3 separate regions of the Mus musculus genome follow, and regions 1 and 3 are each linked to region 2. The links are chromatin contacts, called in public promoter capture Hi-C maps. All regions are on one chromosome and are shown on one strand. Each heading gives the region's core, a stretch centred on a gene start, on an enhancer-like site or on the middle of the called end of the contact. The rest is flanking DNA. Distances are from core to core; before and after follow the strand shown.

The links. Promoter capture Hi-C pulls out the DNA fragments that hold promoters and counts their contacts.
Region 1: a promoter capture Hi-C map of pre-B cells shows a contact between it and region 2. The contact joins the promoter of Lat2 here to the promoter of Castor2 in region 2. A contact is called at or near these places in 1 of 39 promoter capture datasets (pre-B cells) and 1 of 115 datasets of contacts at active chromatin or transcription factors (pancreatic cancer cells).
Region 3: a contact with region 2 is called in a promoter capture Hi-C map of pre-B cells, with 2.8 times the contacts expected there. The contact joins the promoter of Eif4h here to the promoter of Castor2 in region 2. A contact is called at or near these places in 2 of 39 promoter capture datasets (liver and pre-B cells).

What each region holds. Positions count from the first base shown.
Region 1 is chr5:134,612,359-134,617,224 of GRCm38.p6, reverse strand. Lat2 (linker for activation of T cells family, member 2) reads left to right here and starts at 2,200. Exons shown (of 13, transcript NM_020044.3): 1 at 2,200-2,336.
Region 2 is chr5:134,096,370-134,101,056 of GRCm38.p6, reverse strand. Castor2 (cytosolic arginine sensor for mTORC1 subunit 2) reads right to left here and starts at 1,309. Exons shown (of 9, transcript NM_030719.3): 1 at 906-1,309. The coding sequence starts at 1,018. It overlaps Gm15627 (predicted gene 15627), which reads left to right and starts at 1,416. Exons shown (of 2, transcript NR_166664.1): 1 at 1,416-1,931; 2 at 2,292-2,645.
Region 3 is chr5:134,636,909-134,641,625 of GRCm38.p6, reverse strand. It overlaps Eif4h (eukaryotic translation initiation factor 4H), which reads left to right and starts at 2,217. Exons shown (of 7, transcript NM_033561.2): 1 at 2,217-2,385. The coding sequence starts at 2,327.

The DNA.
Region 1 (4,866 bases), core at 951-3,450, 520 kb before region 2:
CAGCAGGCTTGGGGCACAGACTGGGGAAGAAACACCCAGGCTAGCACTAAACTCACAGCAGATTGCCTCCTGCCTATGTCCTTCCTCCCCACTACAGGCAGTGATACCCCCAACTGAGAAATGGCCTTGGCTGGGGGTGGAGGGGGTGCTCAGTTATTAGTGTTCTCAAAAGCCTGAGGAACCCGAGCTTGGATCCCCAGCTCTCAATGAAGCTGGGCACAAACGACGTGTGCTCTTAGCTTTGGGGACATGGGAACATGGCTATCTGGAGCTTGCAGGACCAGCCAGCCTGGACTAACTCGGTGAGTCTCTGGAGTCTCTGGCCAGTGAAAGGGAACAGTCAAGGTGGAAGCTTGGTATGGTCCCAACACTTGGGAAGAAGCAGGAGGATCTGTGAGTTCCCAGGCCAGCCAGGACTATACAGTGAAACCCAAAACACAGAAAAATTACAACCAGGAGGTGGCAAGATGGCTCAGTGGTAGAGGTAGTTTCCAGCACGCCTTTTTTTTTTTTTTTTTTAACTGTTTACTCTTTATATTTATTTATTTATTATATGTAAGTACACTGTAGCTGTCTTCAGACACTCCAGAATAGGAAGTCAGATTTCATTACCGATGGTTGTGAGCCACCGTGGTTGCTGGGATTTGAACTCCGGACCTTTGGAAGAGCAGTCAGGTGGTCTTACCCACTGAGCCATCTCACCAGCCCTGCGCACGCCTTTAATCCCAGCACTTGGGAGGCAGAGGCAGGCAGATTTCTGAGTTCAAGGCCAGCCTGGTCTACAGAGTGAGTTCCAGGACAGCCAGGGCTACACAGAGAGAGAAACCCTGTCTCAAAACAAACAAAAAAGAACTAACGTACAAAGAAATAGATGTAATAAAGACAATTTGGGTTTTTTTGTTTGGTTGGTTTGGATTGGTTTTTCGAGACAGGGTTTCTCTGTATAGTCCTAGCTGTCCTGGAACTCACCATAGTGGCCTCTAACTCAGAAATCCACTTGCCTCTGCCTCCCGAGTGCTGGGATTAAAGGCGTGCGCCACCACGCCCGGCTGACAATTTGGTTTTTAAAAAGTAGATGACACAGTCTGCATAAATCTGAGTTCAAGGCCAGCCTGCTCTACAGAGTGAGTCTCAAGACAGCCAGGGCTACACAGAAACTCGGTCTCAAAGAAACTAAAATGTGGAAGACACCAAGACTGACTTCTGGCCTCTACATTCACCCACTACCACCACCCACACACAGAGGCAGCTTGTCTATCCAGCTGTCTCTGGCACAGTGGTCCTTTGTTCCATCTGCCATCTTTATTCCCGTCTTTCTCCCTGTATCCTCTGTCCCTTATCTCTTTTATCTGCCGGTTAGTATTTGTTCTATGGGATTCCACTGCCCTAATCTCTCTCTCTGATCCCCATTCTCAGATGCCTGTGGATGCTGGAAGGATTCTAGCTTCCTCTTACCTGTGGTTGTCAGCGTCTACATATCTGCCTCTCTGTCTTTCTGGTCCTCTCCTGACCTGTGCATCTGTGTGTGTGTGTCCCCATCTCTGGTGTCTGACTGTGGCACGTGCGTGAGTGTGTACATGTCCCTCGAAACTCCGTCCTCTCCATGTCTGTGTCCATGTGAACTCTGGGGTTGACTCTCTACCCGTCGATCACTGTAGCCCTCCCTCCTCCATGTGACCTTGCTCTGTGGTGGGCATGTACTGTGTGTGCTTGGCTTTCAGTCTGCCCGTGCCTGTGCCCATCTCTCACTTCCCATTTTCCCTATGTCTGTTTTCTTTTTTATTGCCTCTCCACCCCCAGGAGTGTGTGCACATACATGTGCATGTGTGTGCACATGCACACTGCACATAAGCCTGTGTGTATGTACATATGCATCAGAGGACAACTAGACACTCACTTCATGGTTCCTGGTGATAGGAACCCTGGTTCCTCTGGTTCCAAGTTGTCCAGCTTGGTGGAACGTGCCATTACCCAGGGAGTCTTTTTTGAGACAGGGTCTCACTGTAGCTGTCCTAGCTTATATAGACCAGGCTGGCCTCAAACTCAGAGCTCTGCCTGCTTCTGCTTCCCAAGTGCAGGCATTTAACAGCACACACCACCATGCCCAGCTTTAACTTCGCTTTGTATCTCTGCATCTTTTTCTGTCTCTGCTCCACCCACTTTGTCATTAACCACCCTAGTAGTCTGGCCGAGGCGGATGTAGAGGAGATGATTCAGTAGTGACAGGAAGCCAACTGCCTTGCCCACTGCTCACCAGAGTCAGTGGTGTTGGCATCAGCTTGGGCAGGTGTGCGGCACAAGATGAAGGGGCCATGGTGAGGAGCCCTCACCCTCAGGTAAGCCTTTCCCAGGGGTGCTCCCCTGTTGTGCTACACCCCACAAGACCCTTAGGGATAGACGGAGCGGAAGCCGAGATACCTGATACCTCCCACCCTGGCCTAGTGCTGTGGCCCTTAAGGAAAGCCTATGCAGGGCTCCAGGCACCCACTTATCTATCATTGGCTTCCCAAACCCCTAGCCTCTGAGACCCCCCAAGAAGCCCCTAGGGTGGTTCTGTCACTACCAGTGACTGGAGAGGGCCAGCTAAGAGCCAGAGATGTGAGATTCTCCCGCCCGTTGAGGGTTGGCTAATGCCACAGGCCTGTGTATGGAACTTGGATGCTTTGGGGAACTGTGCCCAAGCCCTGTTCCAGCCAGGAGGAAGTTGCTATCCCCAGAAGTCCATCCAGGCCTGAGCCAGCTTGTACTTTCTGACAGATAATCCTTGTAACGTTGGTGGGCTCCTTGGTTCCGGCTTTGAACAGGTGGCCCAGATTGACCAGGGACAAGGCCTGCCAGACCTCTGTACATAGACATACTCACATATGTACGTGAACAGTCGCCCGCTGGCCTCCAGTAGGTGTCTTCAGGGTCTTCTCTCCGCCTCATTTGAAGGCCCAAGTTATTTGGTCAGACTGGGTACTGTACACTCCTCCATCAGGGCATTAGGAATGCTGAGGTGGGGAGACCCTAAGTTCAAGGCCAGGCAGTACTCCATTGTGAGGCCCTGCCGCAAAGGCTCAAACCACAGAAATGTTATTCAGCTAAGCCTGCAGGCCTCAGAGTAGCACCCCATGAATAAAGCCATCCCTGGTGTGAGACGGGTCATGTACTTCATCCAACAGACCCTCATGGCCTTTTTACCCCGAAGAACGAGCTGCCGCAGTGATCACTCACGAAGGGCCACTGAGGTTAGAAGCTCCGATGCAGTCCTCAGAAGCAAGCCTTGCTCATATGAAAACTGCCCACTTCCCTTTGAGCTATTTTGGCCCACGGAGCCACAGAGCTGTGGCGGTCCCCCACACACCCACAGCTAGCCCTGCCTGGCCCCTTGGGGCCTTCTGAGACTGCTGGGCCATTCCTCCTGCAGCCCTACCCTCTGTTCCCCTCACCCTCTGCCTCTACTCTCAGGGTAGAGAGCATCAGATAGGATAGAGGGAATTCACCGGGCCTGCTCTGGGTTTCCATCTTTTCCAGTGTTTCTTTGTGGCACAGTATGCGCCTCTCTGAACCTCCATTTGCTCCTTGGGAGGAAGAAAACATTTGGGCTCAGAGGGATCCCCAACTGAGAAGCAAGCCCCAGGCCCTGTCCAGGAAGCACCCCATGTACTCACACCTGCCTTTTTTTTTTCAATATTTTAATACATTCTTTTATTACCACATGTGTGGATGGATGTGCATGTAGCACGGTGTAGGCCAGAGAATAACTTCTGAGAGATAACTTCTCAGCACCGTGTGGGTCCTGGGGATGAATTCAGATCATCAGACTCGGTCGCAAGCACCTCTCACCTGCAAGCTACCTCACCAGGCCCCTTTCAGTCTTTTTTTATCAGTATGCTTTCATTATGCATACTAAGAGGCTTGTGACACTTCCATACAACATGCATCTTGGTCATATTCACCCCCAAATTACCTCTCTTGTCCTTCCCGGTTCCCACTGGTCCCTGCTCTCTTCCCAACTAATCCCCTCCTGATATATTATGTTCTCAGTGGGAGTGGGATAGGGTAGTGGCCCAATGAGTTTCATTAGGTTTGCTTACAGGATGTGAGTGAGGGGTGGGCATCTTACCATTGAAGAAGTGCTCTCTCTCTCTCTCTCTTTCTCCCTCCCTCCCTCCCTCCCTCTCTTCCTCCTTCTCCTCCTCCTCCTCCAGCAATGGGTTTTTTTTGTTGTTGTTGTTGTCGTTTTTGGTTTTTCAGGACAGGGTTTTTCTGTGTGGCCCTGGCTGTCCTGGAACTCACTCTGTAGACCAGGCTGGCCTCGAACTCAGAAATTCACCTGCCTCTGCCTCTTAAGTGCTAGTGCTGGGATTAAAGGCGTGTGCCACCAACACTCGGCTGTCTTTTTTTTTTTAATTTAAAATATTTATGTAAGTTGGAACATGCTGCTACAAGCCTATAATTGCGGCACCTAGGAGACAAATGCAGGCCATTCTCTGTGAATTCCAGGCCAGCCAGGTCTACACAGTGAGTTTCAGACTCACCAGAGCTACACAGTGACTCCCTGTCTCCAAACCACAATGTATGTGAATGATTGTTTGCCTTGCATGTACATGTGTGTACCACATTCATGCCTGGTGCACACAAAGGCTGGGAGAGGGTGGAGTCCCCCGGGAACTGGAGTTATAGATGGTTGTGAGCTGCCATGTGGGTGTCAAAAGAATCAAATCTAGGTCCCCTGGGAGAGCAATCTGTGCTCTTGACCTCTGAGCCATCTCTCCAGCACCCCCTCCCCCACCTTTTCCCCCCTCATGCTGGGAATGGAACCCCAGTGCCTTGCCCTTGCTAGTTAAACATGGGTATATCCCTTCCTGAGCGATTCTAGGC
Region 2 (4,687 bases), core at 60-2,559:
CAATGAAAAGAAAAGGTAGTCTGACTAATCTAACAGGAGTTTATGAAGTCAAACACATCCAGCAACGGGAAAAAAAAAAAATCTAAGATTAAAAAAAAATATTTTTTTTCTTCTTTTTCTTCTTACCTCCCAAGGCCTTCCACTATTTTTCTCCCCCTGGAACATCCAAGCCCAGGTTCCAGGCAGATCCATCAACACGTCTGCTCCTCCCCTTCCATGGTTCAAAATCCCCCCCCCCCCCCACTTCGCTGGACCCCCAAAGAGAAAAGAAATCAGCGACCCTGGCCCTGCTGCCCCTCCCCCGCTGCCTGCACCTCTTCTCCCCTCGCAGGCACCTGGAGATAAACATCTACTAATGATTTTATGATATTTCTGTTCTGGGGTAGACCGACCTCAGCGCCATCCCTCCCCGCTTGCCAATGGCTACAGGGGGGCCGGCCCAACTGGGAGGAGGGTAGTGGTGGTGGTGGTGGTGGTGGATGGATGGGGGGATGGGGCGTGTTTAGTTTGTAAATTTCCTCCTCCAGATCCCCACACCTGTTTTTCATTCATTCATTCGTTCATTCATTCATTCACGGATGCATCATAGAGGCCATTTAGGGAGGTTACTCGGGATCTCGGGGAAGGGACTGAGACGGGAGGGGGGGGTGTTGGGTGTTGGTGGCAGCAGTTGGAGGCGCAGTGGGGTGGGGGCTTCTGGGTGGAGGGGACCCCCACTAGAGAGCACAGGGGTGGCTTTGTCCGATGCAGGAGAATGGCAGAGATTAGGGGGGGATGAAGTTGTTTTGCACTGCGTCCCCCCGGGGTGCGCCTCTTTGTCTGTCCCGGGGCTGGTACCATGAGCCCCCCCCGACACCCCCCCCCCCCGTCAGCCATCCCCTCGCCCCTTACTCTCTTTCTCTCACCTGGTCTTGGAAGACAGGAAGGCAAGTTTGATGAGGCCGTAGGTGAAGAGCGGGATACTCTCCTTGGCGACGCTGGCAACTTGCAGCCGGTGTTCCAGAATGTGCAGTTCCATCGTCCGCCCAGGGCTCCTCCACGGCGGATCATCCGCGGTGGCCCGAGTTGGGGGGGGGGGGACGGGGACGAGCCGCGGCCCCCGCCCCCTGTGCGCCCCAAGCCGTGGGGCAACCGGCCCAGGGAAGGGGGCCCGGAGCTCGATGCCGGGTTGATTCGTACTCGAGCCAGAAAAAGGAAGCTTGGCAAGTTGCAAAAAAAGGAGGCCTGGGGAGGACCTGCGGGGTGCAGCAAGCTACGGGGTGGACAAGCAAACAGCGCCCGGCTGAGCGCGGCGCCCGGCGCAGCAGCAGCTGGTGTTCGCTGTAACAAACAACTTGCCACTCAAACGCCGGGCCCGTGATGCGCAGGCGCCAGCCGGGAGGCCACGCAATGCCAATCGGGATTTGTAGTCCGCGCGCGCGCTTTTACGCGGCCCTCCCCCCAACCCCCCGGACTACTCCAGCTTGCTGATGTCAAGCCAGGGGGGCTGGGCTGCTGCGCCACGGTGCCCTGGGAATGCAAGATTTCGGGGTTCCCCAGGGACACAGAGGAACCCGATGGGACATATAGGGAATTTGGAGCGGATTTAAGCTTAGATGCATGCTCTTTAATCGCTCAAACTCAGGATTAGGTACTTTCTTTGGGGTGTCAATCGAGAACCCCTTTCCTCAACAAGCAACTCCAGCGTTGGAAAAGGCCTGATCCTGCCAGAGGAGAGATTTAGAGGAATCGGTGATTGTCGTTCAGGGAAGGAAAGCAAAAGAAGAGTTGGGTTAGATAGAGAAGGGTGCCGGCTTCCTTGGAAAAGGGTGCTGGGGGCTGAATGAGAGCACGCAGGCAGGGGGAGGGGGGCGCTCAGAGGGAGAGCTGCGCGGCCTTCCAGGCAGAAGGAACACCGTGTCCAAACGCACAGAAGCGTGAAAGCCCCCACGGTACTGTGTTTGGCTTTGTTGCTGCGGAAAATGTGAGGGAGGATAGAGATAAGGCAGGCACGGGAACCAGGACCCGGGTCTCCGGGATCATGGGTGCAAAGCTGCTGAAGTAACTGTGGATCTGGGAGGGTGGAGGGGTAAGGGGGAGCGGGAGGGGGTTACCGGGGTGAGGTGGAGAGCGGAACTGAATCTGAATGAGAGTTATCCTTAGTGTTTCTAACCCCAGGCTTGAGTGCTGTATGGGGGACCTGTTTAGCAAATATTCTGCCCGCCCCTCCCGCCCCTCTCCCTTTCATGGCTGACTAGGTTTTGAAATCCTCTAGGTTAAAGTTACTGACTAGTGCTTTTGCCCTTTGGCAGAGTGCTTTGACGTTGTGGTGGGTCAAGTCTACCTGACGAGGCGAACAGGGAACTCTTCGGGGAGAAAATCCTGCCTGTCAATCTCATATTCTCAGTTCCCTTCTATCAGATGGGGGCTTATTGTGCTGCCTCATACCCACTAAAGGGCGTGAAACCCAGAATTCTCACTATGTCTTTTAATGTAGTTAAAGATTGGGCCTTCGAGATGGCTCAGTGGGTAAAGACGCTGCCAAGTTTGCTGACCTGAGTTCGATCTTCTGGACCTTGGAAGGAGAGAATGGAACCCTGCAGGTTGTTCCTCTGATTTGTACATGCGTGCACACACGTAATTTCAATAAATAACTGATAGCTCTATTTTTCTTTTGTTTTGAGACAGAGTCTCGTTTATCTCATGTTATCCTTCATCAAGTCTATCTATAGTTGAAGATAACCTTGAACTTCTGATCTTTTCGCCTCCATTTCGGTTGCCTGTACAGAGCCACATCTGGTTTATGCTGTGGTGGGGATGGAACCCAGAGCTTTGTACATAGTAGGCAGACAGTCTTAACACTCAAGTACTCCCAGCCTTCTTTTTCTTTACTTTTAACTAAAAACTTAATAGAAAAAAACCCCATAATTTTGTGTATATAGGTGTTTTCCCTGTATGTATGTATGCATGTATGTATGTATGTATGAATGTGTGTGTCACAAGCATGCTTGGTGCCCAGGGCACTCAGAAGACAGTGTCAGACCCTCTTGAACTGGAGTTAGTTACAGGTGATTATGAGCTACTCTGTGAGTGCTGGGAATTTTACCCCAGATCCTCTGGAAGAGCAGCCAATGCTCTTAACCATTGAGCTACACTAACTTTTATTTACTCTAAAAATTTGTTTTTATTTTTATTTGTGTTTCTGTGTCTCTGTGTGTATATGTTGTGTCTGTGTTGGGAATATGTGTGCCCTAGAAGGCCAGAAGAAGGTATTAGATCCCAGGGATCTGGAATGACAGATGGTCATGAGTTCCTTGTCATGGCTGCTGAGAACTGAACTCAGGTCCTCTCTTAGCCACCAAGGCATCCATCCAGTCCTTATTTTTTGTTTTCTGAAAATTTGGATACTGGTTTTCCTGTAGCCCAAGTTAGACCCGAACTCTTGATTTTCCTGCTCCTACCTCCCAAGTTCTTGGATTGAGGGTGTGCCTCTACCACACCTGACAGACCATGCAGAAACTGTTTCAAGCTGGGAATTTAGCCAGTGGTAGAGTGCTTGCTCAGCACTGTAAATAAATACAATAAAATATTGGGCATGATGGCATACATTTAAATTCACTGCTGGGAGGTTGATGCAGGAGGATTATTGTCAGTTGGAGACTAGCTTGGGCTATGTAGTGAATTCAAGGCAAACTTTAGCTACAGAGTGAGGATTTGTCTCAAAACATCCACTACTAACTTAATCAAATGAATAAAATAGAAGGCTTGTCTGTTTCCCCTTCCTCAAAAAAAATCTCTGTTCCATACAGCAATTATTTTGGGGGCTGGTGAGCTGGCTCAGCAGGTAAAGGTGCTTGCTGTCAAGCTGGATGCTCTGAGTTCAAGCTCCGTGACCCACTTGGTGTAAAGCGATAACCAACTCCCTAAAGTTGTCTGATTGTTTCTGCCTTGGTCAGGGTTTCCATTGCCGTGGAGAGACACCGTGACCAAGGCAACTCTTATAAAGGACAACATTTAATTGGGGCTGCCTACAGGTTCAGAGGTTCAGTCCAGTATCATCAAGGCAGTGTTATGGCAGCATCCAGGCAGGCATGGTGCAGGAGGAGCTGAAAGTTCTACATCTTCATCTGAAGTCTGCTAGGAGAAGACTGCCTTCCACGGAGCTAGGATGAGGATCTTAAAGCCCACACCCACAGTAACACACCTACTCCAACAAGGCCTCCTCTCCTAATAGTGTCACTCCCTGGACCAAGCATATTCAAAGCACCACAACTTCCATATGTACACACACACACACACACACACACACACACACACTCACACACTTGCTCTTTTTAAGTAAACATAATAAAGATCTAAAAGACAGTACTTTTGGTGTTCTCTGCTGTATTCTCTCTGTTAGCAACAGCATCAGGGAAGGTCATTTGTTCAATATCTAAGAAACATACATTCACATGCCTTTGCAATGAACTCTAAGGTCCAGAAGGCTCAGATAGGAATGTGTCCAGGAGGCCAGCTTGGTGGCACGTATTTATAATCCCAGTATTTGGAAGGCAGAGAGTCAAGAGTTCAAGAGTCAAGTCAGGAGTTCAAGGTCATCCATCCTCAGCTACATAAAGAGTTCAAGGGTTGGTGAGATGTCTCAGTGGTTAAGAGCACTGGCTGCTCTTTCAGAGGAACTGAGTTCAATTCCTTACACCTATATGGC
Region 3 (4,717 bases), core at 968-3,467, 540 kb before region 2:
CCCCATGTTCTAAGCAATTATAAGCAGAAAATTAAGTACACATGGCATTTATAATTATTACGTTATTTACCTCGGTTTGTTAAGACAGAGCCCTCCTCTGTAGCCCAGGCTGCCTAAAACTCAGTCTGTGGTCCAGGCTGGCCTCAAACCTAAACCAATTGCCCTTGGAGCCTCCTAATTGATAACCATAGGCCACCCTTCCCCAGGCCTCTGATTTCTACAGGGTTCTTTTAAATTGTAAATACTATACCTGGGCACATCCAAGAATGTTGTGGTCTCCATCAGAAGCCCCAGAAAGCTCTGGGGTCGTTCATTCTCACCAGGTGGCCATTCCTCGGTACTTCATGCAGTGCAGACCAGGCTTCTGGCTGGGCTTCTGGTGGTTATTATTGTTTGTTTTGGTTTTTGGTTTATTTTTCGAGACAGGATTTCTCTGTGTAGTCCTGGCTGTCCTGGAACTCACTCTGTAGACCAGGCTGGCCTCAAACTCAGAAATCCGCCGGCCTCTGCCTCCCAAGTGCTGGGATTAAAGGCATCCGCCACCATGCCTGGCCCAGCTGGTTATTTTATTTTGTATGTATGGGTATCTTCCCTGCATGTATGTCTGTGTACCTCACGTGTACCTGATACTCTCTGATCTTCTTGGAGGCTAAAAGAGGTTGTCAGATGCCCCTGAAGCTGAGTTACAATTTTGAGTTGCTATGTGGTTGCTAGAGATAGAAATGAAGCCCCTGGAACATTAGACAATGAGTGTCCTTAGCCTCTCCTGCCCCTGGGGTTTGTTCTGTAGTTTTGTTTTGTTTTTTTTAAAACATTGTGTCTTTGTGTGTCAGGGGTACAAAAAAGTGCTGTAAAATTCAGAGGTTCTCCTTCTTCTTGGTTTTTCAAGGCAGGGTTTTTCTGTGTATCCCTGGCTGTCCTCGAACTCACTCTGTAGAGCAGGATGGCCTCAAATTCATAGATCCGCCTGCTTCTGCCTCCAGAATGAGGGGAGTAAAGGCCTTTGCTACCACTTCCTAATTTAGGAGTCACTTCTTAGGAGCTGTCCATCTTGGTTGAATTTTTTTTTTTTTTTTTTTTTTTTTTTTTTTGAGACAGGGTCTATGTACCTGGTCCTCCCGCTAGATGTGTGTGTGTGTGTGTGTGTGTGTGTGTGTGTGAGAGAGAGAGAGAGAGAGAGAGAGAGAGAGAGAGAGAGAAAGAGAGAGAGAGACTCATCTTCTACCATGTGGGTCCTGGGGATCAAACTCAGGTCAAGCTTGGTAACAAACATCCTCACTCACTGAGCCCACCTGCCCACCCTTAAAATTTCTTTTTCAGAGCAGACTCCTGCAAAAATAAAACATATCTAATCTCTTATCAGTTCAACTACAAACAGCCTCATCTTCACCACCCCTCCCCAATACCCAGACAGAGAATACAATTTGTTTTGTCTTTATAAGATTTATTTTGTTTTTTATTTATTTTATTTTATTTTGGAGACCAGTCTCAGTCTTCCTAGAGTAGGGATTACAGATATTTACCACCACGTCGTTTGTAGCAGGTCTCAAAAACAAAGATATTTCACTTCGTCTTGTTCACACACACACACACACACACACCATTCTCACTTACAAGCCTTCTGCCCTTGGTCATCTAGGGACCTCTACCTAGAACAGGTTGTCTTCCTTTTAGCTTTACCCAGGGACCATTTGTCCTGAAGAATTGTGCCCAAGTGGGACCAAGTGGGGCAGACCTAGGGCACTTTAATAAATCTAACGTGATACCAGAGATCCCAACATAGTGGCACACTGTCACCCCAGCCCTTGAGAAAGGGAGAGAGCAAAAAACAAAAAAACAAACCCAAAAAAACAAAAAACAAAACTAGGGGTTCAAGGTCATCCTCAGCTACAGCGCCCCAGCTCCAGGCCAGCCTGGGCTCCACAAAACCCAAACTGAATCTAGTGACAATGAGAAAGCAGCGTGCAGGGTGACAGACAACGCCCGAGGGGTAGGTGACCACGGGGCAGGGCGGGGCAAGGACAGTAAGAGGCAACCACGCGTGAAAGCAGCAAGCTAGCACACAATGGGCCTGGGAGGGCAGAGCGTGCGCGCGGCGCCCCGGGGGCCGGCCGCCGCACCACGTGGGCCGCAGAGCGCGCCGGGGCCAGCAGCGGGCCCCGTCGGCCCAAGGCCGGGCGCGGCGGCGCGCGCATGCGTGCGTGCGACTTGCGATCAGGCAGCGCGGCGGACAGCCCCGGTAGCGGGGCGGGCGGGGGGAGGAGGAGTTATATTGCGGGGTCCTTCCTCGCTGGCCCGCTGGTTCCTCAAGGAGCGGAGACGGCAAATGGCGGACTTCGATACCTACGACGATCGGGCCTACAGCAGCTTCGGCGGCGGTAGAGGGTGAGGCGAGCGGGGCGCGGTCAGGCGGGCCAGCGGCTCGGCCGGGGGGAGTGCCGAAAGGTTCGAAGGGGGAGGCGGCCTTGCCGCGCTCACTCGAGACGGGCGGCGGGAAGCGGCCTGAGCAGGCCCGAGGCGAGGCCTGGAAATGGCGCGCTCCGGGAGCGGCTGGCGACGGTTAGGCTGCGGGTCTCTCGCTTGCTCGCGGCGCACATCCTGCCCTCGGCTCCGCGCCGGCCCCGGACCCGGCACCCTGCGGGGCCTCGGTCGGAAAGTTAGATCACAGCGACACCGGAGGGTTTCCCGGGGATACCAGTGCCCGCCCGCCGCGTCCAGCTTTCTCCCCAGCGCGCTCCGGGCTGGGATGCAGCGCGGAAGCGGGCGGCGGCGGCGGAAGCGGCCTGCCCCTCTCCAGGGTCCCCGCTGCCTGGCGGAGCCCCTGGGTCGCTTCTGCGAGAGGCCCGCCGGCAGCGAGAGGGGCGATTTCCCTTCCGATTCGAGTCTGGATGCTGGGACCGTCGGATCCAGCGAGGGAGACAGGGAGCGGGGACCTGAACCAAAACAAATCCACCGTAGTGGGGAGTGTGCGTGGCTCTTTCTCTCTGCCTCCCTGGCGTTTCGAATGCCTTATTGACAGATACTACGTGTCTGCTGGCGGAGATTGTTGATTTCTTCCCAGTTTCTTCCCTGACCTGGGGAATCGCTTTCGCTTCGTTCTGATTCCGGTCAGATAAAGACAACATACTTTAAAACCAGTCCTCCTCCCACCTCCCTAAATCCTTTACTGATGAATAGATAGCTCCTGGTGCATAATTCCAAAAAACGGGCGCCCGGATAGTTTGTGCCCTTTTAAATAACACGTTACCAGCTGGGGTTGTGGCTCAGTCACAGAGCGATTGTCTAGCATATCTTGGATTCAGTCTCCTGCCAAACAATAGAAATAAACAAGCATCAGCCACTTGCTTTTTTTTCTTTTTTTTTTTTAAGCTTATAGGAGTTTTATGGGACAATTTAATCGTCTTGTTTATTTGTCAAGGACACACTTGGCTTTTATCCTTTTTTACAGCAAAGGTGACTTGCCCGGAGAATATCACAATAGTTGTACTGAGGTGTTGGGTTTCCTAGGTGGCTGCCCCCAAAGTGTCTTTTGTTAGGTGAAGAATGATCACCTTTAAATACCTGGGTTTGAGAGTGAGTCACAGTCTTGTTTGGTTGCAGTAGTGTACTGGGTACTCTTCATGCTTTCAGAAGGAGGAAGTTGGGGCTAAGGTGGAGCCACACGTATTTTATTTGCTAATAAAAATAAAAATAGGTGTTGGATGAAATGTTAGCATGAATACCCTTGGGGATGGCTTTCTAGGTATGGGATTTGTACTAACGTCCCATTGGGTTGTTTTTTTTGTTTTAAAGATAGAGTCTTGGTGTGTATGTAATTCTGGCCAACTTGGAACACGCCATGCAGACCAGGTGAATTCAGCCCACCTCTGCCTTCCCAGTGGTGGGATTAGAGGCCTGAGCCGGCATGCTCAGTTTGGGTTGGGTTGTTTTTCTCTACTTGAAAGAAGTAAATGTGCTCAGGGGCTCTTTTTTTCCTACTCGAATCCTCATACTGTAGAGAGGTTGAGGCAGGAGAAACCCAAGTTTCAGACAGCCTGGACTACATAGTGAGGTCTTATCTCAAAGGGGAAGAAAACGCCTTTGAACAAACTTCCCAACCTTTGATGATGATGGAAAGGTCATTAGACTTAGCACATGCCACAAATGAGACCCTTGAATAACTTTAAAACATTAGAAAAAAATTCAAATCTCTCAAGATGCAACTTATTTGAAATACTTATAGGCAGATGAAAATGTTAGCCATTTACCTAGATGATCTCTCAAAGCTAATTTGAGATTCTTAACTTTTGGTTTTTCGATACAGGGTTTCTCTATGTAGCCCTCCCTGACTGTCCTGGGACTCACTGTGTAGACCAAGCTGGCCTTGAACTCAGAAATCCTCCTGCCTCTGCCTCCCAAGTGCTGGGATTAAAGGCGTGCTCGTGCGCCACCAAGCCTGGCGATTCTTAACACTCCTTTAAGCATCCCTTAAAGATGTTCTGAAAAGGGCTGGTGAGATGGCTCAGTGGGTAAGAGCACCCGACTGTTCTTCCAAAGGTCCAGAGTTCAAATCCCAGCAACCACATGGTGGCTCACAGCCATCTGTAACAAGATCTGACTCCCTCTTCTGGAGTGTCTGAAGACAGCTACAGTGTACTTACATATAATAAATAAATAAATCTTTAAAAAAAAAAAAAAAAAGATGTTCTGAAAGTCCCTTTACTTATTAACACCTCTT